Linked DNA regions of Ovis aries: region 2 is linked to region 1. Evidence: chromatin contacts called from public Hi-C data. All regions are on one chromosome and are shown on one strand. The core of a region is the stretch at or near the end of the contact, and the rest is flanking DNA. Distances in the headings are between cores, read along the strand shown. Region 1 holds the start of RPS21 (ribosomal protein S21). Region 2 overlaps TAF4 (TATA-box binding protein associated factor 4).

Region 1 (5,416 bases), core at 2,042-4,541:
GCGGCTTCTTGAGAACGGACCGTGTCCGCGCGCCCCTCCCAGTCCAGCCCCGACCACCGCGCGCCTGGCTAAGTTCCCGTCCCGATGCCGGGCCCAGCGCCGACCCCCCACCCACCGACCGCGGACCCTAAAGCCGTTCTCCTGCACTGATCCCAGACCCCGTGCCATCCTCCCTCCCGACCTCGGGCCCCGCGCCGTCCTACTTGCCCGGACGCCAGCCGCGCACCCCACCTGATGGTACCACGATGAGCGCGAGCGCAGAAAGGAAGGGCCGCTTCCCCCGGCAGCGCTATTGGCGGGCGAGGCGGGACCTCGGCGAGTACTTCCGGGTCCCGCGCTCCGCCGCGAGTTTGCGCGCGGGGGAGGGTCCCGTCGCTGTGACGCATTTCCGCTTCCGGTGGCCTGAAACTTCCGGATATACCATGGATATGGGCTGGTGGCTGGTGCGAACTTGTGAGACCGCAGGTGGGCGCGTCTTCACAACGGTGGTTTTCGCCCAGGTGGACGCTTCCCGCCGCCGGGATCGGCTAGTGCCAAGGGCCGCCCAGGCTGGACCCGACCCAGGTGGGAGGGCGGGAGCGCTGGCACGAGCCGGGTTGTCAGCACGTGGGAGCTACAGACCGCTCCGGGGGTCTTAGACCAGAGCCAAGCACCTCGAAGATGGACACAGAACGGGCGCCGCTGGTTATAAGAGCAAGAGCGAGCCCTGCGGTCCTGAGGGAGGAGTGGCAGGGCTGCGGTGACGGGCTCCTCCCAAAAGTGGAACTTAACTGCCCCAGAAACCGGGGCCTGAGCTAGAAAGGAGCTCGGCCACGCCTCGTGGCTGAGCCAGGTCAAACCCGCACGGCGGGTGCTCAGCACTATCGGCCCTGCTCAAGACCCTTCCGCCACATGAGTCCCGCTCCATCCTCCCCAGAGCAGTCTATGCCAGGCCCGCCCCTGGTGCGAGGGTCTGTTAATGAAGAAAAAAGAAAAACTCCAGGCTGCAGAGATAATTCCAGAGCCCTCCGTCCCGCAATCCTGTGATTGTGCCCCGCCGTCTCAGTTGAAACACCCCCTTGGGACTTCATCTTTCAGATGAGAGAGAGGGCCCCTCGGGGGTCGACTCCCAGAGCTTATACACCCCGCCGCCCCTGCTGGCCAGGGCCGAGCCCAGCAGTGGAGCCTCCGAAATCCCGATACCTCTTACTCGGCAAACCCTCCCGGTCCTCCAAGATAGGGTCCCACCTCACTTCCCCAACTCAAGTCTCTGTGAGGTCGCACAGGTGAGGGCTCTTCCAAGGCTGTGTCTGCTCACCTTGTGGCGACTGCGAATGATCCTGGTCGGCCTGTCCTCACGGCGCCCCATTTGAGTCACAGCCAACTTCTGTACAGGTCCGGGAGAATTTAATGTCTGGGCCTGGTCACAGCTGAGGCTACTCATACCTGAAAACCAGTGTTCGAGTGGGCAGTGTGTTTGCTGTTGCTTCCACTGGGCTCTGGCAGCTGGGCCTCAGGTCACTGAGGCCAGTGCCCTGTAGGAAGGTCATCATTCCCTGTTGGTGCCAGCTGGAGAGATGTGTGCCCTTTCCAGGACCCCCAGCACGTGCAGGGACACGTGCAGCACGTGTTTATGTCTGTGGTTGTATTATGGACCAGGGTTCTTGTCCTCCCTGCATGCATGTGTACTAAATTGCTTCAGACTCTGCGACCACATGGACTGTAGGCCTCCAGGCTCCTCTATCCATGGAATTCTCCAGGCAAGAATACTGGAATGGGCTGCCATGCCCTCCAGGGAATCTTCCCAACTCAGGGGTCAAACCTGGATCTCCTGCACTGGCAGGTGGATTCTTTACCACTAGTACCACCTGGGAAGCCTTTCTTGTCCTCCCTATTCAATAGAAATTGATATGAGATGAGATAAGAAATTCAGGCAAGGCTTTATCAGGGTTCCTGCTGCAGTAGGAAGGAGTGAAAACAAGTAATAGGTTCCCTTGTTCGCTCCATTGTATGGTGTGAAGGTAGGAGTGGGTCCAGGGATTGGGCTGGAGGGGAGCTTAGGTGGTTTGCCCATCTCTTTGGTAGTGTTAAGTGCAAGGGGCATGCGCTGGTACCGTGCTTTTGCTCCCAGCTGTTTAGAAGGGGCGGTTGGATTTTTAATCTGTGCCTTGTCCATAGTTTGCTTCACTTGCACGTGTAACAAAATCCACTCACACCCATTAGAATGACTACAGTGACTTTGAAAGTGGTGTCTTGAAGAGATCTGTACAGCCACATTCACAGCAGCATTATTCACAGTAGTCTATGATGGAAGCAACCCACGTGTTTGGGTGGGTGAAGGGATAAGCGGGATATCGTCTATGCACACAGTGGAATGTTGTTCATCTTTAAAAAGGAGGGGAATTGTGACAAGCATATGGATGAAACTTGAGAAATTGTGCTAAGTAAAACAAGCCAGTCACAAACAAGTACAGTGTAATTCCAGATACACAAGGTGCCTAGAGGAGTCGAATAACAGCGGCTGTGGCTGGGGTGGGGGTTAGTGTCTAATGGGCATAGAGCTCCTCTCTACAAGGTGAGGAAGTTGTAGAGATGGATGGTGGTGATATCTGCACAACATTATGAATGTATTTAATACCACTGAACTGCACACTTAATGGTCAAGGTGTTAAGTTTTGTTTATATGTATATTATCACACACACACACAAAAACATTTTAAATACTATAGGACACGCATGGACACACAGAAGACAACACATTCTCTCCCCAGTGGGGCCAGAGTTCCTCAGGCCAAGTTCTTCAAAAGGAAGCTCTGTGACCCCACCCTCTGGCAGTGAAATCTGTATGAATGAGCCCCTCTTTAAGAAACTACTTTGTCTGTTTAAATAAATTAAAAAAATAAGAAACCCTGCTGTCCCAGGTCCCACAGACAGAGGAGCAAGCAGTCCCTGAAGGGAGCCAGCTGGGCCTTCCATCAGCAGTTCCCCTCTCATCAAGTTGGGCGTGGGGTGGGGGGCAGCTGCTCAGGCTGCAGGCTGTGGGGGTTCAGAACTGAGGAGAGGTGTCCCTGCCTGTACTCTGCCCAGCAGCCACTATGGGGCCCCCAAGAGCTGTGCCTGGCCCTGCAGGCACCCGTGGGCGGGGCTCAAGGACAGAGGCTCATCAGTCGCTTTCCTGCTGGTTGTAGGGGGCTGGCCACCTCCCTCAGGCCTCTGGCCCCCAGCCAAGGGATGACTTGTTTACTGAGCTTCTTATGGGGTCTCCAGGTTGGGAAAGGGCCAGAGGCTGGGCGGGATGAAGGGGTTGGGGGCGGGAAGATATTGTCCTTCTGAGGCAGCCCCCAGGGGGCTCAGAGCAGCGGCTGTTGAGCAGGGTGGTCCCCATCAGGATGCTTGAGCACCTCCAGGCCTGCAGAACTTACACCTCTTCCTGCCCCCTGCACCCCCAAGATCACCCCACCTTGCCTCTTAGCTGTGTGGCCAGTCCCTTAGCTGTATGGCCAGTCCCTTAGCTGTCTCTCCTCCCGGCTGTAAAGTGGGGACAGTGGTAAGAGCACCACCCCGGAGGGTTAACACATCTGGGGAGCTCAGAGTGGATGTGGCAGTCAGGGTCCTCAGCACCCCACTGTCACCACCAGCATCACTGTTACCCTCATCACCACTGCCACCGTCATTTGGGTGGTTATGCTGTGACCCCAGGTCTACACAGCTGTAGAGCGGACTCCTGGGTTGACTTGAAGCCGCACTTGATGCCCACCCGCATATCACACAGGACCCCATTCAGGCTGCCCAGGAGGGTGCCGGTGGCCAGAGGTGTTGGCCGGCGTCTGCGTCCAGCATCCACTGCCCATTCACCTGCACTCTGCTGGGGCCTAGCCCATGGCAGGTAAGCAGGGCTCAGATGCATGGGACACAGCCTTCCTGGGCAGGGGGCTGAGGGGCACCTCCTGGCTCCTCCCAGAGCAGCTGTCTGGGCTGGGTGGGGCCTGGGCAGCCTGACACGCATTGTGTGTGGAGGGGAACCAGCCCCGAAACCAGGAAACCCTCCTTCCGGGCCTGGGCGGGGGCCCAGGGTGAGCCACGGGTCAGGGCCAAGGGACAGGATTCTCCCCATGCAAACCTAGCCAGGAGCTGCAGCTACCACCCCATCCTGCCTGCTCTGGTTCCCTGGGAGAAGGTCCAGCTCTGGACACAGACCTGCCTCAGAGGGACTCCAGCAGGCCCTGGTGCCACCTCCCCCAGCCACAACTCCAAACCGTCCTCCGGCCTCAAGGGGACAGGCAGTTCCATCTGACTCAGTCTCCTTGGTCTCTGTGAGTTTAAGGGAGGCCCCAGCAGGTGTGCAGCCCCAGCATGTAGGTCTGACCTCAGTGACCTGGGGTGTGGGGCCTTGGGCACCGGTGCTCACAGGCCGTCAGGGCCAGGAGCCTGACAGCATCCAGCCGGTCACCCTTTCTGCTCTATTTTATTTTGTCATTCTATTTTATTTGTTGTTGTTCAGTCGCTTAGTCCTGTCTGACTCTGCGAGTCCATGGACCATAGCATGCCAGGCTTCCCTGTCTTTTACTGTCTTCCAGTGTGTGTGTGTGGAGAAGGCAATGGCACCCCACTCCAGTACTCTTGCCTGGAAAATCCCATGGATGGAGGAGCCGGGTGGGCTGCAGTCCATGGGGTCGCTAAGAGTTGCACACAACTGAGCAACTTCACTTTACTTTTCACTTTCATGCACTGGAGAAGGAAATGGCAACCCACTCCAGTGTTCTTGCCTGGAGAATCCCAGGGACAGGGGAGCCTGGTGGGCTGCTGTCTATGGGGTGACACATAGTCGGACGTGACTGCAGTGACTTAGCAGTAGCAGCAGTGTGTGTGTGTGTGTGAGCCGCTCAGAGCGTCTGACTCTTTGCAACCCCAGGAACTGTAGCCCACCAGTCTCTAGGCAAGAATACTGGAGTGAGTTGCCATTTCTTTCTCCAGGGGATCTTCCCAACCCGGGGATCAAACCTGGGTCTCCTGCATTGCAGATGGATTCTTTATCCTCTGAGCCACCAGGGAAGCCCAGAGTTTGCTCAAACTATTCTACTGTGTTAGACTTTTTCACTGAGATATAACCCACACATGGTGATTAGGAACACAGACCTTAAGTGCCCCCCACCCCCCTGGTTTTGACATCTGCGTCCACCCACACAGGCAGAGTGTGCTGCACACTGTGCTGGCATTGGGGCAGCATCTGGATGGGCCTCTCCCCTCCCCACCTGGCTCCCAGGAGGCCTTCATGGACCTCTTTCTCAGTTGCATGTACAGACATTCTGGAGGTGGGGTGGGGGCCTAAGCTGGGCACCTGGAGCCCCACTGACACCCAACAGAGGGCACTATGAGGTCAGAGACACCCAGGAATGTCTAGTCTTCTGGCCCCACCCCTCCCTCCAGGCCAGGCCAC
Region 2 (5,416 bases), core at 1,813-4,312, 250 kb after region 1:
CGGGGCAGTGGGCCACGCGTCCCGCCTTCGGCTCTCAGATCAGAGCAGCCCCTCTGCTCTGGCCTCTTTGGCTGAAGGCTGACTTACTGAGCCCTTGAGCATGTGAGAGGGTGGAGATGGACACATCTGTGGCGTTCAGGCTGGAGAAGCTGGTACTGACGCGTCCTCAGAGTCAGAGCCTGCTGAGCACACTGTCTGGAAGAGGGGTTCTCATCCCTTATTGACCTTGAGAAGGGCCTGAAGGTTCCTCCAGAGCGTCCTGTGTGTTCCTCTCCTGCCGTGTCTCTGGAGCGGCTCTCGACATGCACAGCTTTGTGGAGAGAAGGGGGTGCTTCAGGTCCCTGCCTCCTGGCTGCACCCCCTCCCCTGTTCTGGGAGGAGCATCTGCTGGTTCTTTTACTTACTTACACACGTTCTTACCCCCAAGAAGGAACAGAAAGTGAATAATAAATACAGAAGATAAAGTTAAGGGAAAGTTTGAGGAAAGGGAAGATAAAGGAAAGATAGGGTGGACTGGGTTGAGTGGAGAAGTGCCCACCTGGGGTCTCTCGGTGCTGTGTGGCGGGGGCTGGGGGCACAGACTGGCTGCTGCTAGTCAAAGCGAAGGGAGCAGAGATCTGCAGGCAAGAGGGATTGCGTTGAGTCACGCGTGGATGCAAGTTGTCTGCTAGCACGGAGTGTTCAGAACTCGGGACGTGGGTCGCAGTGAAGCATGTTCTGGCTTTCTTCCAGAAGTTCGGGGAGGCTGCAGGCAGGGGCCCCAGGCCCTCGGGATGCTGACTGACCTCTCATCATGGCCGCCCTGGCAGCCGATGGGCGCAGGCTTTCGGCACCAGCTCCAGGGTGCAGAGGGAGGTTCAGGGCCTCCAGAAGAGCTTGGGGAAGCCTCTGAGACCTGTGGGTTGCAGGACTCTTGAAAACCTGAGGGGCTGAGAACCGCTCTGGGCTGACTGAGATGTGGACAGCAGAGAGGCAGAGGGGGATCCGGGCCAGCGGCACACTGCACAGAGGCGTCCTCCACAGGTGCGTGGAGAGGCCCGCCGGTCATACGGTGGTTTCCCGTTTGCTGTGCGTGGACGTGCGGGGGTGAGGGCACTGGGCCAAGGCACCTCGTTGGGCAGCTGCGTGGATGCGTGCCACCGTGTCGGGTGAGGCCTGTGTCAAGCTGGAGGGAGACCTTCCCTCCGTCGTGCTGTGCCCCTAGGGGCACACACCGTGTCCTTCTGTGGCATTGTGTTCCTTCTGTCACCCAGAAAGGAGCGAGGTGACAGGCACTTGGAGCCACAGAGCCGGCCCAGGACACAGGAGCCGAGTGCAGCGTCCGAGACGGGGCGGGGCAGCGCTGGCTGCTGAGGCTCGCGGGTGGCGTCCTCGGTGGTGGACCTCGTGGAGGAGGGCCTTGGGGAGGAGGGAAGTGGAGGCCGCCCCAAGGGTTGAGAGGACCTCTGGGCTGGGGGGCTCTGGCACCCCGGCACTTCTTGGGGTTGTCTTCCTTTATGGGGTGTCACTGAAGTGACAGGGCGGTCCCAGTGCTAGTCTAAACAACGGTGAACCTGGGTCTTTCCCTGGAGGACAATACCCTGAGGTGTGTCTAGACCGGGTTTTTGTCTCTCAGGTACATAACTGAGTGCGCACACGTGACTTTTCCGAGAGCTGGTCACGTGTGTTGTGGTGCCATCGTCTTCTCACATCCCGTCCCATCGCACGTCCAAGGCACGCGTCCCTGCTGGCGCACAGGTGGGCTGCGTGTGGGCACGTGCAGCAGGGGTGCGGCTGCCTGAGCCCTGAAGGCGGGTGCCGCCGCACAGGGACCCCGCACTGCAGTGGCCGGGTCCAGGGGCATGCACCGCGGTGTTGGTGCGTGCCCCACGCCCCTGCCCGTGCCAGGGCTGAAGGTAGAAAGGACACTGAGCTGTGTCTGGGGGACGGTCCTTGCCTGAAACCTGCGAGGTTAAGCATCTGCTCTTTGGCCCTTTGTGGTGTTTTTGGGAATTGCTTGATGGACATTTTTATGGTCAATTTTTAAAGTAGGTAAGACAGTTGTGGTTACTGACTGTTTAGTCAAGTTTGGGGTAAAGTTTTGTTTTCAGAAATTGTACTCTAAGCAGGTCCATTTCTGAATTTCAGGCTGTGTGGACGTGCTTGGTGTGGGAAAGACCCCCTCCAGCCCTGACCCCCCACCGCCCACCTCGTCCTGGTACTTATTCTCCAGCCTGTCCTGTGGGGACAGCTCTGCTGCCGTGTGTGTGCACAGCAGTCAGCTTCTTTTCTTTCCTTATTTTTAATTGCAGGGTAGTTGCTTTACAGTGTCGTTTGCTTTCTGTTGTACAGCATGAATCAGCCGTAAGTACATGTATGTCCACCTGGGAGTGAGGTCCTGAGGCGCAGCCTCTGAGGCCCAGTGATGCCTTACCTTACTTAGAGCCGATTCTTGGTTTCATCAAAATTTTGAAAGTCACTGTGTGATGTGAAGTGAAAATCAGGTGTGGAGTCCTGAATCTCCAGCCGTGCTCTGCCATGACCCTGAGCCATGTTTGTGTGGGGGAAACCTGACTTGGAGCTGGAAGAAGTGGGTGGGGTCTGCCTGCCCGGGGCTTTTCTTGTTGTTTTTAGATTGTTTTATTTGCGCATTTACTTGTGGCTGTGCCGACTCATTGCCGCGTGGGCTTCGCGCTGGTTGCAGCGAGCAGGGGCTCCTCTCTAGTTCGGTGCGCAGGCTTCTCGTGGCGGGGCTTCTCTCGTGGCAGAGCGCGGCGCTGAGGCTGGGGGCTTCGGGAGCTGCGGTTCCCCGGCTCTGTAGCACAAGCTCAGTAGCTGTGCTGCGTGGGAGTAGTTGCTCCCAGGCATGTGGAATCTTCCAGACCAGGGATCGAACCCGTGTCTCCTGCATTGGCAGGTGGATTCTTTGGCACTGAGCCACCAGAGAAGCCCTGTTGTTGTTTGTTTTGATCAAAGGTTTCCTCACCTTCCGCTTTGAAAGCACTGACAGTGCAGGCAGGCAAACGCTTCTTTACGTTTGCAGCAGTCTTGCTCCGCCCTCAGTGCTCAGGTCCTGTGAGGCTGAGGTGAGGCCAGGACACAGGAGCCCCGCCTCCCACACGTCTGACCCGGCCACCAGCCTTCCTGGAGTCTGAGCTCTGTGGGTTTAGGCACTTTCTTTTAGGTGGTTTAAAAGGCAGGCAGCCCTAAGAGTGAAAGAATGTTTAGGCTGTAATTAAGTCAGCGTCACTGGTATCTGTGCTGGTGTCTGGCTGAGTTTGCTTCCGGTAGAGTAGTTGGGGGACCCCGTCCCACAGGCACGTGGTAGAGGGGCCCCGGCAGGACTGCGGGTGGTGTGGCAGGAGGTCCCCGTCACACCCTGGCCGGTGGCTGTTCTCTTGGGCGTGGGTCTCAGAGATGCTCCACGAGGCCGGGCTCCTCTGCTGCTGCTGTGGCCTGGGGTCTGGATGGTCCAGACCTGAAGTCCCTCCCTGGTTCCCTGCATGACGCTCTCGTTCTCTGGCTGTGTCACGCCTCTCTGCATTCCTCTGCTTCTGGTCCGATTCTGGCTTCTTCAGCGTCCATGTCAGGGTTCAGGGGCAGTTTTATTTTGCATCTTGGTGATGGAGGGTCTGCTGTTCATCGCACCGTCTCTGCAGACTCTCCGAGCCATCTGGCCAGTGATGGTGCTAGCAGTGCTTGTTGGGGGTGGGTGGGAGGGCAGGGAAGGCTCTGGCCCCTCCAGCCCAACTGCTGTTCCCTGCTTGTGCCAGTGCAGCTGGGCCGTTCGCCAGGCCTGGGACCCCCCCCAGCTGAAGCCGAAGGACATGCCTGTGTCTTGGGGGAAAGGGCGGGGCTGAGCACTGAAGGCCATGCTAAGAATGTCTCCCCAGAAGTGGTGACTTCCAGGTGGAGGATCCCAGGTGGAGTGGAAAATGCCTATTTGTCGTGTAGCTCTGGCTGACCTACATTTTGGTAAAAAATACAGTGAAAAATGTTGGTATGAAAGGGATCAGGGAAACTGTAACCTTGGGTACAAATGCTGGAGTTGATCTTGAACTCTGGTTCTTGGAGGAGGGTGGGGCTCGTTTAGTCCTAAGGACTGTTGTTGTGCTCGGGCTGTGACGAGGATGTGCCCCAGCCCCACCCCACACCACAGAGCTCCCTGCGTTCTGTGCCCGTGGGTGCCCAGCCTCCCAAACAGGTGGTGTTGTGTCTGTCTTAGGTATGAGTACACGCAGCACGGCCTTAACACGGGTGCTGTGGGTTTATGCTGCGTGTCTTTCTGTAAAATCCTGAGCTCTGACAATGACAAAAAGTATAAAATTGCCTGCCTTCATCAATAAAGAAATTATAAATACATTTTGGATGAAATACGTAGCCACTGAAAATTATGGTTTTGAAAAGAAAACACCAAGCTGAATATCAACAGAATTACCCCAATTTTCTTTACGGTTATCAAAACACATATGTTGTACACGTGCTCATAGAACAGAGGGTGGAAAGAAACTCAAAGTCTTGTAGCCAGAGGGGGCGGGCTCCTGAGAGTTCCGTCTTCCGGGTTCGTCTCTGCGTTTCTCAAGTCTGCCCTCATGAACGCTTGTCTCTGCACTAAGAAGGATGTTAGCATCATCTAACATGAAAGTTTGAGTGGCTTTCTGCTGTGTGAGCTCGCCGTGTCATGCTTGTCGCTTGTGCACACTGGCTGGTTTTGGTTCCAGAGCACTCTGAGTTGGGGGTGAGGGGTGCAGGGAGGGGCCTGGTGGGGTCCATGGTGCAGCCAGGCTGCCAGGGTGTGTGTGCGGGGGACCTGGGGGCTGTGTGTCTGTAGGGCGGGAGGGTGGCGCCTGCAGGGGCCCTTCCCTGACCGCTCCCAGAGCTGGCTTGGCGCCGGCAGAGGGATGACGGCTCAGATGGCCTCCTGGTCCTCCCTGGGGCCAGAGTGCTGGGAGTCCCAGACAGGGTGCTGCTGTTGTGAACAGAGACGGTTGCTTTTCTGTGATCTTTTATCTAAAGTTTGTTTAAGTTACATTTTGAGACAGTTGTGTTTCTTTGCCTTTGAGTGGTACTGCAGTCATCTGTTAGAAATGAGCATTATAACCAGAATTTATGAGGTCTAGAGAGTGTGATGATGTCATGACTGTGTGGCAGATTCTCCCAGGTGTCATAGGCATTCCTGACTCCACTTCTTTCGGAGGCAGTGGCTGTATGCGTGGTACCCAGGGAAGCTGCCACGCCTCTGGAGCTGCCACCCATAATGCTGCTGGCTGGTTCCACCCGTGGCCCTCATGCCCGGAACAGCTGTCCTGGTTCTCTCTTTCCCGGGTCTGTTCCCACTGGAGACGTTGCTGATGCCGCCGAGAGGTCTCATCACTGAGAGTCCCACGTCACTCCTTGGCAGGAGCTTTGCCTCTGTCCTCAGCTTTCACTCTCGCTA

The links. A called contact is a pair of places that touch in the nucleus more often than the background predicts.
Region 2: a Hi-C map of liver shows a contact between it and region 1, with 2.7 times the contacts expected there. The contact joins two enhancer-like sites. A contact is called at or near these places in 4 of 16 Hi-C or Micro-C datasets (hypothalamus, liver, muscle and 1 more).

The regions. Positions count from the first base shown.
Region 1 is chr13:54,566,195-54,571,610 of ARS-UI_Ramb_v3.0, forward strand. RPS21 (ribosomal protein S21) reads right to left here and starts at 266. Exons shown (of 6, transcript XM_042229904.2): 1 at 182-266. Within about 2 kb of position 3,292, at least 11 of the 54 cell types and tissues checked have an H3K27ac peak or open chromatin away from gene starts, as enhancers often do. A contact at or near this core is called in liver, where this site is marked.
Region 2 is chr13:54,819,884-54,825,299 of ARS-UI_Ramb_v3.0, forward strand. All of the region lies in intron 1 of TAF4 (TATA-box binding protein associated factor 4), which reads left to right. Among named protein-coding and RNA genes, the nearest start is that of TAF4, 31 kb to the left of the region's middle. Within about 2 kb of position 3,063, at least 4 of the 54 cell types and tissues checked have an H3K27ac peak or open chromatin away from gene starts, as enhancers often do. A contact at or near this core is called in liver, where this site is marked.